2 separate regions of the Sus scrofa genome follow, and region 2 is linked to region 1. A link is a contact called in public HiChIP or PLAC-seq data. All regions are on one chromosome and are shown on one strand. Each heading gives the region's core, a stretch centred on a gene start, on an enhancer-like site or on the middle of the called end of the contact. The rest is flanking DNA. Distances are from core to core; before and after follow the strand shown.

Region 1 (4,584 bases), core at 1,050-3,549:
TTTGCTTGTTTTCACAAGCATGGTGCTGTCTTTTGGGGAAATACAAATGGAGTGGTTTAAAAATCCAGAAAAGACAGGGAATTCCCATTGTTGCTCAGTGGTGAACAAATCCGACTAGGAACCATGAGGTTGCGGGTTTGATCCCCGGCCTTGCTAGGTAGTGTTAAGGATCCGGTGATGCCGTGAGCTGTGGTATACGTCACAGACACAGCTCACATCCCACGTTGCTGTAGCTGTGGTGTAGGCCAGCAACTACAGGTCCAATTAGATCCCTAGCCTGGGAACCTCCATGTGCCACTAGTGCGGCCCTAGAAAAGCCAAAAAAAAGGTAAAAAACCCCTAACAACTGGAGTTCCTGTTGTGGCTCAGTGGTTATCGAATCTGACTAGGAACCAGGAGGTTGCAGGTTTGATCCCTGGCCTCACTCAGTGGGTTAAGGATCTGGTGTTGCTGTGAGCTGTGGTGTAGGTTACAGACATGGCTTGGATCCTGGGTTGCTGTGGCTCTGGTGTAGGCCGGTGGCTACAGCTCCAATTCGACCCCTATCCTGGGAATCTCCATATGCCACCGGAGTGGCCTAAGAAATGTCAAAAAGACCAAAAAAAAAAAAATCCAGAAAAGACAACCTTAAGACCACTAGAACATTAAAAATATAAAATTAAATCTTAATAAAATAAATGGAGTGGTATCCAAGGTATAGTGACAAATTTCCTAAAAGGGCAATTGGGGCCAGTGATTATTTAGAGAACTCCAAGTTCCCCCATGAATCTTTGGAAATATTGGCAGAGATCTTGGGTTTCCCAGAGCCAACTACATGTAAGTTTTAAAGGGCAGTGACCCCAGCAGGATTATGGTTGACTTTGGGGGTCATCCAGGTCACTGAACCATGGGAACATGCCTGGCTGAGTATGCATACCTCCCCACCCTAAAATATTTATTTCTATCTTTGTGTATCCTTTAAACCTGGTTGGAAGAAGTGTGCCTCTTCTCAGATTTCTTAGCACCCCCCCATCTCGTTTTCCTTTTATGAGATCATGCACCATTAATTATTCTCTCTCATCTTTTTATTCTCCCCTATCAGCTCTTTTGAGTGCACCTCCTCAATTTAAAAGAAAAAAAAAATCACCTTTCTCCTCTGCTCCAACTACCCCTGGAGCTATACATAAGGCCTGCTTTTCTTCCCCTCTCCCTGCCAAACTTCGGGAAAGAACCACCACCCTTTTTACTGCCTTCAGCGCTTCACTACCACTTACTCCCTACTCAAGAGCTCAGCTCAGCTTAGAGTCTGGCCCACAGTCGGACCGGGCTGAAAGTTCCACCCCTCTTGAAGATTGGCCTGTCCTTCCCCGTTCTTCAGACGCACTTCTCCACGGTTGGCAGTGGGTGCTCACTGCCAGACACCAGGGCCTCATCTCTGGGTTCTCACACTATCACCTGGCTGTTGCCTTAATTCCGCCTGTCTCCAGGTACGCTGGGCTCTTGGAAGGTCCTGCTGGTCACCTTCTGGGCCATCTGCCCACCTCTCCGTTCTCACCTTGCACAGTCCTAGCTTCCCCTGTAACTCGGAGGTCTCGCCGTCTATACCCTGGGAGGCACCCGTTGCCAGGCCTTCAACTCTGTTCACCGCGGGTCTCACGGTTCCTCCAGAGGCTCCATTCCTCCGGGCCTTCGTGCAGGTCTCTAGATATAGCAATGACCCAACATTGAGGGCGCACCTAGTAAGCGCCAGGCCCATGCCCCCTCTGCTACCTTTCACATAGCTGCCTACTAGGCTCCACTAGTGCCAGATCTGAGGGAAGAGGACGCCGTCTCAGCTCCTGAGGCGCTCGCCCTCCGCTAGGGCGACACAGCCGCGTAGGCAGATCGTGGCCCTCTAGTGGGAGACCTCGGCCCCGACCTCGGCCCTGCCCGGGAGGCGCGTCAGAGGACGAGAGGCCCAAGTCGCGGAGAGCGGCCGCTGGGCCGGTACCGCTCCGGGTGCTCTGCTGGGCAGGAGAGGCAGGCGAGCCCGCGGGCCGGGCCCGGGTCCGCGAGGTTGGGGTTCTATTTCTTCCCCGTGCCTCCCCTGCCCCGCCCGCCGCCGTCGGGTCGGTGCCGCGCAGCCCGCCCGGGACGGGAGGCGGGAGGCCGAAGGCAAGAGGCGAGAGGCCGGGCCCAGACTGGGGCTGGGGCAGCCGCTCAGCCACACCGCCCTGGGCCGGGCGCCCAGGTCCGAGTCGCCTTCCGCCTCCCCCCACCCCCCCGCGGCCCCAGCCAGGTCCCGCCGCCAGGCCGGCTCCCGCCCCCGCTCCGCCCCCGGAGCCGCAGCCCCGCCCGCCACCGCCGTCGCCATGTTGTGGCTCCCGCAGCCGGCGCTGGGGACGCGCGCGGCCGAGCCCGGGGCCTGCAGCCGCCGCCGCCGCCAGGTAAGCGCCCCCCGCGGGCCGGGCCGGGCGGGGCTTGTGGGCCGGGGCCGCCGCCGAGGCCGCCCTAGCCTGAGCCGGGGCTGAGCGGAGCCGGGGCCGAGCCCGCGCCCGCGCCGAGGCCCGGCCCTGCAGCCAGGCGGACCCTGCTCGCCGCCCGAGGCGGCAGCCACTTCCCCCGACCGCCGCCTGGCGGGCCCCGGCCGCCACCCCACCCCGCCCCCGGCCGACGGGCCGCCTGCCCCTTCCGCCGCCCCGACCCGCCGCTACCCGGCTGGGCGGGCATGCTGCTGTCCTCCTGGCGCGGGACGGGCGGCCGCCCTCGGCGTCGGCCCACGGCCCCCTGCCCGGGCACGGATAACGGTGCCACTTTCCCCCGCTGGGGCGTCCTGTCAGTCGGACCGTCTGGGCCGCCCGAAGAGCTGTCGCCGTCCCGGAGTAGACACTTGGGGGATCGACCTTTTTTGGCGCCCCTCCGTTCCCCTTCGCCCCCCCCCGCCCAAGTTCTGACCCCGGGGGAGGTTTCATCGGGAGCAGACAGGTATTCCTGCCCCGGAGTTGGGGGCCCAGGGAGTGACCAGGCCTGTTGATCAGGGTGGAGGTTGTCTCTGCAGGGGCTTTTCCTGCCAACCTGAGGGGGAGGCTCAATGTGACCCGAGGGAGGACGGGGAGCGTCTGCTGGACAGATGGCCTCCTGGCCTTGGATCAGCGCGTGTGAGGGGGAGGGGTCTGTACGACCTGAGGTGTGCCTGCTTCTGAGAACCCCAGGATTATCAGAACTGCTCAGGGATTTTTAACTTTTTTTTTTTTTTTTCTTCTCCATTTTTTCTTTTGCGTAGGCCAGAGATGGCATTAAAAAGCCTGGATTGGAGTAAATTCACAGACCCACCCAGGGCAGTATGTCTAACACCCAGGACTAGTCTAGAATAGAACTGGAGGAGGGGACTTGGGGGTAAGATGGTATTTGGCTTAGGGTTGGCCCACTTGCCTTCAGCTCTGTGTTCCTGGAAGGGCTGTCTGGTGCATCTGTTGGTGTGTAGAGTGTGGCTAAGGATACAGGATGTGGACATGCCTGGCCTGGTGGGTACTTGGTAGGATTTCAGGGATCTGTTTCCTCAAACTCATAGGTACACTACACAGTGAAAGAGAGCAGGAAGCAAGGTGCTAGCACACACATTTTGATCATTTTCCAATGTTTCCACTGGTCGTGGCTTTGATTCATTCAGCAAAATTTTACTGAGCACTTATTATGTGCCAGGCACTGGACTAGGTTTTGGGAGTACAGCGGTAAACCAAAAAGACATGTTTTAGCTTAATTGAGCTCATTGACTTGTGGGAAGGCCCAATAATAAGCAAATCATCTTGAAATTTCATTCAACAACAAATATTTGTCAACTAGTATGTGCCAGGCATTGTTTTAGATACTGTGAAGAAAGCAAGCAAAAATAACTGCCCTTGTGGAAGTTTCATCCTGGAGGCTTGGGGTGGGGGGAGACAATAAAATTAAATATGTAATAAAAATATAGTCTGTTAATAAGTGCTAAGGAGAAAAATAAAATAAGAAAGGAGGCTATGAGTTGTTGGGTGAGGACTGAATTTATATTCGAGTGGCCTGGAAAGACCTCCTAAGAAAGTCTTTTGAATAAAACTTTGAAGGTAGTAGTGAACTAATCATTTCAAACTGTGATGAGTACAAGGAAAGAAATGTGAAGAGTGGTAAGAGACGTCGCCCTTTATTTGGGTTGGGGGCTCAGGGAAGACTTCCCTTGAGGAAGTGACATTTATGCTGAGACTTGAAGGAGGGTTAAGAGTTAACCATGTGTGGAGCAGCACAGAGCTCGGCAAGTTGGAGGAAGTGAAAGAGGCCTGTGTGGCTGTAGGGGGGAAAGGGAGAAAGAGGAGATAAGTCTATGGAGAGGTGTGTCAGATCACTGGGGCCTTGGGGACAGAATGCCTTCCCTCCTTAATTTGGATTGTATTCCCAGTGTAATTAGGAACCTTTGAAGGGGTTTAAGTGAGTGACATGACGTTATTTACATTTTCGAGGACTCTGGTGTGGACCAAGATAAGCAGGTATGGTAAGGCTTTCTGTGTTGAATGGCCTAACTACTTGATCTGCCTGAAAAAGCCTCAAGCAGTCTGGGGAGGATCCTTTTCCTCAGACGATTTTGCCCAGCTTTTA
Region 2 (4,584 bases), core at 529-3,028, 35 kb before region 1:
CACAAGATCTTGTGGGTGATAGAAACGTTCTGTATGACTGTAATGGATGCAAATAATTACAGAAACATATTAACTGATACACTTTAAATGGATGGAATTTATTGCACTAAAGTAATCCTTTGTGAACCTGGTAAGAAGAAAAAGAAAAACTACAACTCAAATTAATCAGACATTAGATGAGATATATTTAGGCATAAATGGAAAAGTTACACAAATGACAGCAATTTTAGAGGGCTAAAACCAAACTTCTAGTTTCCCTCTTTTCATCTAATTAGCTCTCGGTACCTAGAGTCACTATCATTTTTTCCCCGAGATATTATGTGCAGGTAAAAGCTCATTTCATAACTTATCCTTGCCCCATCCCCATGCTATCCAATTCTTCCCATTTCCTAACAATCTCTGGCAGGTAGCTCATTTTCTTAATCTGTGTAATGGGAATAACATTATCTACCTCACAGGTATAGCAAGAGCTTAAAAGTAATTGCCTTGCCTTAGTCATTTTCTACACATTATACTCCTTGAAGGCAGATCTGTAAAAAGGTCCGAGGCAATCAAAACTAGGCTCCACAGACACAGGTGCAGAAGACAAAAAGGAGTAACTTTTCCAAGTGTGCCCCTTACAAAAGTATTCCTAGTACCCTCTAGAATACGATCTATAAGTTCAAGACAGAGCAAGGTTTAAGGACAATACCAGGAGATCTAAATCTCAAGATCCCTGTGCCACTAATACTGGGAGGTATACCCGAGGATTCTGAGGGCTGCCACCTTAATGCGAAGTGACTCACGAGCAAGTAGAGTAACTGTTCAAACTCTGAACTCGGAGGTGGTTCAGGGAAGTCCGCGCAGCCCGCTGCTCTAGAAAGGCTGCAACTGCTGAAAGTAGCAAAATGGCTTTTGTTGGGCCTAACCGCCTTCCGGAGCACCCCCAAAGTCAGAGCAGAAGTGAACTAACTGCTAAACCTAGTTGCCAGAATCCACTGGAAGTCGCTGCAATTGGAGAAATCATGAGTTTGCCGCCTTATCAAGTTTAAAACAATAAGTAACCCCAACTCCCACTTACAAAATACCCTACTGTTTCCTCTTGCTCCCCTGCCTCATCGTGGGGAATGGAACGAGAAGACCAGGCTTCCTGCTCCGCCCATAGAAGGCCCGGAATCAGCTAGGGGCTAAAAATTGGGGACGGATAAAGCTACCTCTGGCCACAGACTCTACAATGAGATGGTGTAATCCCAGCGTCAGACCCGTTCAGGCCCTCACACTGGGGCCCAGAGATCCGCGGGGCACCGCAGCAGCAGCATTCGTGGGACTAGGAGAACGGTAGGTGGCCAACCTCACCTGCCGCTTGTTCATCCGCCGCACATCGTCCAGAAAATCTAGAGACAGCATGGCGCGGCTGGCGAGGGGACGCGAGCAGTAGGAGAGACGAACTGTGTTACCAGCGGCAGGAACGGCTGGCTCACCGGCCGCGCTCACACTGGACAGGACCCCGCGGCGCCCGCACTTCCGCTTCCGGGGCGGAACCGGGGCAGCCCTGCCCCTTCGCTGCGGAAAACAGACAAAGGGACGCGTGACCTTCCTAATCCAGCCTCTTGGCCTAGCTTCGCTGTAGAAGGGCTTTCGTATCCGGTACCTCGGCTGCTGCAAACAGACCGAAACCCACTTCCCCACCTCAGCCCCGCGGCCCCACACGGAGGCGGCCACTCGGGTTTAGCTAGAAGGCCTCCCTGCAACCTCCAGAAGGCGGGCCCTGGTGCACACCTGGCTAATAGGGAGCTGTGTCTCTGGGGTTTGCGAGTAGAACCGGCCTGTGATTGGCTGGCGCGTTCAAGCCGGGGCCGCGGGCCTGGGTGTGGCCCTGGACATTTCCCCAGCCCGGCCTCCTCTGGTAGGGCTGGTCTACCGAGCTAAGGGAAACTGAACGGCTCTGTTTCAGTAGTGCTGTTGGGTAAGGGCGGAATATATGAGAGACTTGCAAAGCACTGCCTGAACCTTTCAGGAGTTTAGGAAACTCTTGGTTTGAGAGAAAACAACCCGGTAGGATTAGAAAACTAATGTGACAGTGTGAAAAGACCATCTGTGGTGCGGATTGTCAGGTAGTCAGTCCCTTCCTCCTTTATTTTGACCTAACAGGATCTGATAGTATCCCTGAGAAGAATCTCCTGTTTTGTTTTTTGTTTTTTTTTTACCTTGGGCACCACAAGGTGACTCTTATCGCTTATTGCTGTCTGTACAGCTCTTCCTTGGCTTACCTCCCAATGAAACCATCATAAATTGAAATTATAAGTTGGGAGTTTCCATTGTATCTCAGAGGGTTAAGAAGCCGGCTAGTATCCCTGAGGATGCGGGTTGGATCCCTGGCCCCCAGCTTTTTAACAGTACCAGACTCTTTTCTTCATATGTTTTAACACGTACAAACAATACATGCGTACATTCTCATTGTAAAAGATTAAAACATGACAGGCAATCTAGCCACTCCACTGCTGGCTATATACCTGAAAGAATTCAAAGCAGGGTCTTGAAGAGCTGTTTGTATACCCATGTTCATAGCAGCATTATTCACAATATTTAAAAAGTGGAAGCAACTCAAATGTCCCTTAATGAAGGAATGAATAACAAAGGAAGTATAAACATACTATGGAATATTATTATGGCTTAAAAAGGAATGAAGTCCTATATGCTACCACATGGGTGAACCTTGAGAACATTATTCTAAGTGAAATAAGCCGAATACAAAAGGACAAATACTGTCTGAGTCCCTTATATGAGGTACCTAGAAGTAGTCAGATTCAGAGACAGAAAGTAGAACAGTGGTTCAAGGGTTAGGGGGAGGAGGAAATGGGGAGTTGCTTAATGGATACAGAATTTTAATTTTTCAGGATGGAAAAGTTCTGGAGATTGCTTGCACAGCAATGTGAATGTACTTGACACCACTGAACTCTACTCTTAAAAATAGGTAAGATGGTACATTGTTTGTTATGTGGATTTGACCACAATTTGAAATTAAAAAGCGAGTAGAATGTGATGGTTCTTTTTGCTCTTAGAGAGTCTTTTAGAGAGTCTTAGAGAGTCTCTCCCCTCTCTAAACCCATCATCACTATTAAAAGTTTTGGAGAGTTCCCCTTGTGGCTCAGCAGTAACTAACCTGACTAGTATCCATGAGGACTCAGTTTCAATCCCTGGCCTTGCTCAATGGGTTAAGGATCCATCATTGCTGTGAACTGTGGTGTAGGTTGAAGACACAGCTCAGATCTTGTGTTGCTGTGGCGTAGCTGCAGTTCTGATTCTACCCCTAGACCAGGAACCTCCATATGCCTCAGATGTGGCCCTGGAAAGCAAAAATAAATAAATAAATAAATAAATAAATAAATAAAGGTTTTTGCTGGAGTTGCCGTCGTGGCACAGTGGTTAACAAATCTGACTAGGAACCATGAGGTGGCCGGTTCAAACCCTGGCCTTGCCTAGTGGGTTAAGGATCTGGCGTTGCTGTGAGCTGTGGTGTAGGTTGCAGACGCGGCTCAGATCCTGCATTGCTGTGGCCCTGGCGTAGGCCGGTGGCTACAGCTCTGATTAGACCCCTAGCCTGGGAACCTCCATATGCCGAGGGAGCGGCCCTAGAAAAGGCAAAAAGACAAAAAAAAAAAAAAAGTTTTTGCTTTTGTTTTTTTGGCCACACCCTCAGTATTCTGAAGTTCCAGGGCCAGAGCCTAGGCTGTAGCAAAGAGCAGCAGTGACAACACAGGATCCCTAACCCACTGTGCCTCCAGGTAATTCCAACAATTTTCCCTTATAGTGCTTTTTCCCCATGTACTTAAAGTTTACACTCATTTTTTCACATAATTGGGATCACACTATACATTTCCTTTCAGTTTTTGCTCTCTTCCACTTCAGTGAGTTCTCTAGTCACATGACTGGGCAAATATCTCCTAATCTATCAGCATTTTTCCAACATGAGATCCCTGGACCAGTGATATATCAAGTTATCTACAGGCTATTTCAGCAGGAAGAGAAACTTTGTTCCCATCTATTTCATAAATTTTAAATGTCAGATTAATTAGGATTTTCTCAGAAACCATGTTATATCTCAATAGTCATTTCGCTCTTAAAAGTTTATTTTGTATTGGCTCTATAGTTTATCTCAGCTAATGTTCAGTTGGTAGGATGTAGTTAATCTAAAGTAATGTATTATTTTGTAATATGTGTTATTTATGTGCTGAATTTGAAATTTCATTGTGTTGTAGTTTATTTCAATTCATAAAAATGGATCATTAATCAGATCAGTTAGTTGAAAATTATCTAAGTCAGGATGCTGAATATTTTCAAACTCAGTAAAAAAGGTGTAAGTAAAGCATTGCTCAGGAATCCAGTGCAAACATAGATGTGAAGGGTGAATCTGACTGTGCTGAGTCTGGGTAAGTCACAAGTGTAATGAATTATGATGAGCAGTTGAAAAAGAAAAGTGCTAATGAGACATACAATGAGGCTCTAAGATGTATGTTTTTATTAAACTGGTAGTCCATTTGCCCCTGGCCCCCAGTACATTACATCTATTTCATTACATAGATTATGAAACTTAGTCAAACAAAT

What was found. HiChIP or PLAC-seq counts read pairs in DNA pulled down with a chosen protein or histone mark.
Region 2: a contact with region 1 is called in an H3K27ac HiChIP or PLAC-seq map of alveolar macrophages. The contact joins the promoter of SEC11A here to the promoter of ZNF592 in region 1. A contact is called at or near these places in 1 of 5 promoter capture datasets (liver), 10 of 47 Hi-C or Micro-C datasets (alveolar macrophages, blood, heart right ventricle and 3 more) and 2 of 2 datasets of contacts at active chromatin or transcription factors (alveolar macrophages and skeletal muscle).

The regions. Positions count from the first base shown.
Region 1 is chr7:52,791,665-52,796,248 of Sscrofa11.1, reverse strand. It overlaps ZNF592 (zinc finger protein 592), which reads left to right and starts at 2,299. Exons shown (of 11, transcript XM_021098901.1): 1 at 2,299-2,405.
Region 2 is chr7:52,826,461-52,831,044 of Sscrofa11.1, reverse strand. It overlaps SEC11A (signal peptidase complex catalytic subunit SEC11A), which reads right to left and starts at 1,778. Exons shown (of 7, transcript XM_021098904.1): 1 at 1,759-1,778; 2 at 1,336-1,542. The coding sequence starts at 1,386.